Regions from separate parts of the Zea mays genome. Here region 1 is linked to region 2. The links are chromatin contacts, called in public Hi-C maps. All regions are on one chromosome and are shown on one strand. The core of a region is the stretch at or near the end of the contact, and the rest is flanking DNA. Distances in the headings are between cores, read along the strand shown. Region 1 has its middle 7.0 kb from the start of LOC115032953. Region 2 holds the start of LOC100284719.

Region 1 (3,327 bases), core at 347-2,846, 230 kb after region 2:
GTGACCATCCTGACCATGTTGTTGAGGTCGGTTGATTTCTTCTGGTAGTTAGGCCGGTGACTAAGAACATTAGAATAACGAGGGTCCATATGGATGGAGGTAGTGATATCAACATTATATATAAGAAATAAGAATGCCTTTGATAAACTCAATATCAACTCTTGAAAGCTCTACCCATAGATGACACTATTCCACGAAGTCTAGTGAGAAAAATGCATAAAATCTAGACACACATCTCGGTCTCGCTTCTAGCTTCTCAAATCTTGAGCGTGCATTGTCAAAAGGCATGCCCGGCCCCTCTTGAAATACTCTTTTTTGTCTTCGTGGGCCGCCGCCTGCAGCTCACATAATGAGGATGCGGAGCCGAGGAACCTGGCTCTGCTGTACCACGGGGGGGGGGGGGGGGGGGGGGGGGGGGGGGGGGGGGGGGGTATGCATGCATGGCCCGACAATCTACGAAAAACTATTGGCTTGGATCATGTTGCCGCAAAACTACTTGGTTTGACTTTATTTATGCAACCTGCTGTTGTTCTGAGTTTTGGCTTTTGCAACAACAACAAAAAAACATTTTACCATTGTATTTGAATCACGTCTTAAAGATCAATATCTATATATATTTTCATATGGACTATTGTAGTATTTTCCATCTAGCTCGCGAGCCAGAACTGTTGCTTGGTGAGTGGTGGCATAAGCAGAGATGGCTCGATATTTTCGGCTTCTAATTACGGTTGCGGCTTGGGCCACGTTTGGGCTGCGATTTCACGTTCAGGGCAACAAAAAGTGGTCCATGTAGGCTGGCCGCTGGCTTCAATTCGGACGGGTCTAAAATAACATTAAGTCGTCCACAAGTATAAACGTGAATTTTTTTTTCGAAAAAACGAAATTACAAAAAAAAAAAATCGACCCACCAGCAGTCGCGTGCTCATCAGGAGTGGACAAATGAAAATTGAAAGCACACGGTCGTGGCGCACTCGATGGTCGAGGATCCAGATTAATCCTACTACTCCTAGCTAGCTAGCTTTGCATGTGCACCGTGCGCGCGCGTGGTCGATCCGATCCATCGTCTGTTTCTCGTCCGTCGTCCTTATCCTTCTTCAGGGAGAAAAAAAAAACAAACACACACACACACGACACGATCTACCCGGAATCTGGAAAGAACAGCGTCAACGATTAGATGCCACACATGGATCGCTTAAACAAAACGAGTCACCCGACAAGGCCACGTCGACCTTGCAATGCAACAGAGAACTGAAGATAATATAATTTATTAAGAGCCGATAGCTGGCTGGCACACACAGCAAACAAGCAATGCGATTTGGAAATGGAACGGAACGGAGAGGAACAGCAGCTACATGTTTTATTAACAGCAGCTACATGTAAGCTAGAATCACCGCTACATGCATATGTTTTATTAACAGAGACGGTCATAAAATACGTACAGATCACCGCTACTAAGCATTTCAGTTGTACATGCATGGACACGACAGAACCAGTCCGCAGCGCAGAGCTCTGGACGTGTCGATCGAGCTGAGTCCAGACATGGCCACATGAATGCCACCAATAATATGCAAAGGCCATCCCCATCGTCCATTGAGTCCAGACATGGCCATGTGAAGGTCAACACGCGTCGCGTCCAAACAAGGGTTACTAGCTGGTGTGGATGGGATGGCATGGCAAGAATCCAATTCCCGAAAAAGGCAACAGAAATTGCCGACCTGGTAGTGCCAAAACCAGGTCGGTCCACGGGTCCAGGCATCCCAACCCAGCTATCCTGCCAACTCTTTCTCATTTCTTTTACACGAAGAAGGAGATTACTGTGAAACTTACTTGACTCAGATTAAGGTCCTGTTTGGAGAGCTCATACAGTCCCAAGTTTCGTGGTTAAATATTTAGAATTTTAGCTCTTGAGGCTCAAAAAAGAAGGTTTAAAGTGATGCATAAAGTTTAGCTAATCTTAAAAAAATTACACACCCCGTGATATAATATTGTTGTTCATGCTATTTAATCTAACTAGTATACGAGAGTACGTACGAGTAATGTCCACATTGTTTTTGTGTTCGTACGTGCTGTTTAATCTAGCATACAACATTGCTCATATATACACTAGCATTTAAATTTGAGTGTCATGATTTCTGTTCTTCTTTTAATCTAGGAATTACCTGTTTAATTTGTCAACAAATGTCTCAATCTTATACCTTGTGCATCAATTTTCATGCTGCACTAACCACACCCCGGCCGGCCACTCCATTTTGTACGAGCTGCCAGTTGTGCTTGTGCATCAAGCAGAGCAGGCATCTGTTTTGCCAGCGGGAGGGTGACTCAGGCTATCAGCAGCGGTTCCCTCTAAATTTTTCCCCCTATATCACTTTTTTGCGTCACATCATCAACATTTCACCCCCTATTTTTTCATCTCCCGCAGCGGTTCCCCCTAAATACTCCCTCTATATCCCACTACAACTATAAAATATCATTTCCTATATCTACTATCAATTTTTTATCTACTAACAATTACTCGTGGATCCACAACACAGTGTCGTAGGGGATGAACGGTGAACCCCTGGATTGAGGGGGAGAGAGAAGGAGACCGCGTGCTAGGGGGCTCGGTAGAGCTGACCGTTGCAAGTGGTAGAGGGCAACTGTTGCCCCTAGCACATGAATAGTAATAGGGGAGGGAGGGCGTAGAGTGCACTCTTGCAGTCAGTCTCATCTAGCTAGCTAGGTACGGTCTACTAAGGCCATGTATAGCGATGTTTAATGTAGAGGCTCTTAAGGTGTTTTAGGGGGTATTTGCAAAAAAATCTTAGAACCGTCTCTCCGTGAAGAGACGCTTCTGGCTCGTAAACCAAGTAGCAACAGACGCCTCACTTCCCACTGTACGAATTTATCGTCTGTTCTATCGATCTGATACTGTACAAATGCATTTAATTCTGTATTTATTAATAGACTATATTTATAGACACTCCATTGTATAATAGAGTCTCTTAATTATCTCTTGTACTTGGAGAACCGTTTTGATGTCTCTCTACTATACATGCCCTAATTGCCTAGTTGTCTGTTCTCTTTCGCATTGGAAGAAAGATCACCGTGCGAGGTTGCACACCATGACACCAATCACTTTTTAGCTTTTCGGCAGACCGGCTGCCACACGCAATCCAGTGGAGATACGGAGGGCATCAAAATCTGGGAAGGGTCATCGGTAGTAGGGGACCGGAAAATATCCAATTTGCACGGTGCATGCCACCAGTAGTGGTTTGATCCTAGAATAATGACCGAATAACGACGGCCGCTGACAGCGACAGCAGTATCACCTTTCCATTCCTCTATCGA
Region 2 (3,042 bases), core at 192-2,691:
TTCGCCTGGGTGGTTGGCACGGCAGTCGGAGCGGGGCGGGTGGCGCTGTTTTCCCGTCATATCGGACAGAAAAAGAGAGGGGTGAAGTGACTGCGGTCACTTCGGCCTGGCCGACTGAGGCGCGTGTGTCAGGATACGGCGTCAGGCGTCCCCTGCATTGAATGCGCCTGCGAAGCGGTCGGTTGGTGAGGCGGTCCGGCCAAGGTTGCTTCACAACGAAGCCTGCCCGAGCCGGGCTTCGGGAGAGCCGAGGAGGCGCCCGCTGCCTGAGGAGGCCCTCGGGCGAGGCGTGAACTCGTCTGGGACTACTGCTCCAGCCCGAGGCTGGGCTCGGGCGAGGTCGCGTCCCTTGGGTAGACGAAGTCTTGGCTTGAACCGCGCACGTCAGTTAGTCTGAGGGTGTTTACCAGCCGTGATTAGGAGTGTTGGGGGTACCCCTAATTATGGTACCCGACAATCGTAAAACAATATTTTTAGGTGATCATATGTGTAAACTTAAACTATTGGAAACAGCCTTAGAGCAACTCTATCACACCTATCCATGAGATATGTGGCGCCAAGCTAAGTGTCACGTCGGCGCCGCGTCAGCCCTCGCGTGTCAGCAGGTCAGATACCTCGGCGCCACTACCTATGGCAACGAACAAACGACTCAAACACAAAAATAAGTCGTTCAAGGGTCTAAACTTAATTTTTTTTCGAAAAAGACCAAAATACAAAAAATTGACCATATTTTTTATATCTCCAACTATAGCTGGTCTCCATCCTTCCGTGCGCAAGCAGACCAACCAAGTCCACTGTCGTTGTCGCTGTGCGCTCCGGCGTGCGATATATGGGTTGGGCTGCGACACCTCTCTGGATTGAAGACACGTGGCACGAAAGTGCATCCTACGGCCAAGGAACACATCGCTCCTGGATAGCTCAGCGAGATCGCTATACTCGATTCCTTCGGTTGGCTCAGCTCCGTTCTACGCCGGCTTGCTCGTCAGGGAGGCTGCCGGCGATGGAGGAGTGCGACGAGGATGGAGACGTGGGCGCGAATGCGTACCACGGGGCGATGGCCTCCGCCACCACGTTGTGGCACACGCGACGGCAGGTCGGCAACATCTCAGACTTGTGCGCCGCTGCGCGCGCTCCCTCCTTCAACTACGGCTTGCCTGAAGGAGAGTGAGCCGGACTTCAACGCCAAGTTCGCACTCGCGCGTCAGGCAGCTGTCTCCCAAAATAGAAGACGATACATTAAGGGTTTGTTCGTTTCTGTCGGATTGGTGGGTCGGAACGATTCCTGACCGGATTACTTCTCTAATTTATATAAACTTTGATTAGCTGGAACGATTCCGGGTGCAATCCGACGGAAACGAAAAGGCCTAAGTAGGGAGATGCAAGCAAGCCGGCGGTGTCACCGAACTATCCAAGAAAGACATGTCCCTTGGTCGTGAGATGCGCTTCCGTTCCGTACCACGCGTTTTCAATCCGGAGAGGAGAGGTGCCGCAGCTCAACCCCTCTACGGCAGGACCGTTCAGAATTTTTCTCCAAGGAAGGGAGCACAAAGGCAGCAAGCAGACTAGGAGAGAACAAGTTTAAAAAACACCGCAATTAACCAGCTCACCCTGGCTAACCCACCACCACCACCACCATACCAGGAGAGAGAAAAGAGAGAGGCGCCTCCACTCGTGACTCGTGAGTCGTGAGTAGTGACTCGTCTGGTCTCCCCTCTCTCGTCCGTCTGGTCCTCCCGTCCAGAGGCGTTCTCTCTCCCTCCCCCTTTCCTCTGGTCATCGCACCCGTCTCCCCGCTCTGACTCCGCCCGCGCCGCCGACTCCCGGCACGGCCCCAGGCTTCATCTCCGCCGCCGCGCCGCCTCGCTCCGATCGACCCCCGAAACGCCGGAAACCGTGGGCTTCGCGAGGTGCAATTTCTTGGGCCGCGTCTGAGCTTGATTCAGTTTCTGGAAGCGGCCTGAGCTTGGGATTTGATCCGGGTAGGGTTCTGGTGTAGGTTTTTGGTTGGTACCTTGCGATTGATTTGGTTTCTAGGTTCCTCTGGCGAAGAAAGATGGTCCGATTTTGCGCGTTTTTTTTTTTTTTCGTTTTCCCCCTTTGTTTCTCTGGGGCGGACCGGGGCTTGATGATTTGTTGGAGAGCGTGCAGCTTTCGTGTTACAGCTGCTTGCAGTTCCTAGAATTTAGCTCTTAATTCTGACGCACTCTTGCTGTGCAGGTTGCCTCTCTTCGTCCAAGCGGTAGATAACATAACAGTGCGACAGGTGAATTGCAGAGAGAAGGGGGGCATTTGGTCGCTGTATGATGGCGGAAGGCCCCAATTTCGCTGGCATGATTGGAGGCCATGACAATGGTGGGGATTTCTGCGACATGGCATACTACCGGAAGCTCGGTGAGGGCTCAAACATGTCGGTAGACAACCTTAATAGCATGCAGACCAGCACACATGGTGGCTCCATTGCAATGTCTGTGGACAACAGCAGCGTAGGGTCCTGTGACTCCCATACTAGGATGCTCAATCACCCTGGCCTCAAGGGACCTGTCGTTGGCAATTACTCGGTCGGCGGGCACAGCATTTTCCGTCATGGACGGGTGTCTCACGCCTTGAGCGACGATGCGCTGGCACAGGCGTTGATGGACCCAAGGTACCCGACTGAGACACTCAAGGATTATGAGGAGTGGACGATTGATTTAGCTAAGCTCCACATGGGAATGCCCTTTGCACAGGGCGCCTTTGGAAAGCTCTACAGGGGTACCTACAACGGTGAGGATGTTGCCATTAAGCTTTTGGAGAGGCCAGAGGCAGATCCGGAGAGAGCCGGGTTAATGGAACAGCAGTTTGTGCAAGAAGTTATGATGCTTGCAACCTTGAGGCACCAGAATATTGTTAAATTTATTGGAGCATGCAGGAAGCCAGTGGTTTGGTGCATTGTTACGGAGTATGCCAAGGGCGGATCAGTTAGGCAGTTTCTGGCAAAGAGGCAGAATAGGTCAGTTCCACTAAAACTGGCGGTTAAGCAAGCACTGGATGTTGCAAGGGGGA

Evidence for each region. Hi-C and Micro-C count contacts between places; a contact is called where the count stands out from the background.
Region 1: a contact with region 2 is called in a Hi-C map of tassel, with 1.8 times the contacts expected there. The contact joins the enhancer-like site here to the promoter of LOC100284719 in region 2. A contact is called at or near these places in 3 of 25 Hi-C or Micro-C datasets (bundle sheath, leaf and tassel).

The regions. Positions count from the first base shown.
Region 1 is chr2:11,792,310-11,795,636 of Zm-B73-REFERENCE-NAM-5.0, forward strand. No RefSeq gene overlaps it. Among protein-coding and RNA genes, the nearest start is that of LOC115032953, 7.0 kb to the right of the region's middle. Within about 2 kb of position 1,597, at least 17 of the 20 cell types and tissues checked have an H3K27ac peak or open chromatin away from gene starts, as enhancers often do. A contact at or near this core is called in bundle sheath, leaf and tassel, where this site is marked.
Region 2 is chr2:11,562,132-11,565,173 of Zm-B73-REFERENCE-NAM-5.0, forward strand. It overlaps LOC100284719, which reads left to right and starts at 1,442. Exons shown (of 3, transcript NM_001413066.1): 1 at 1,442-1,907; 2 at 2,218-3,042. The coding sequence starts at 2,301.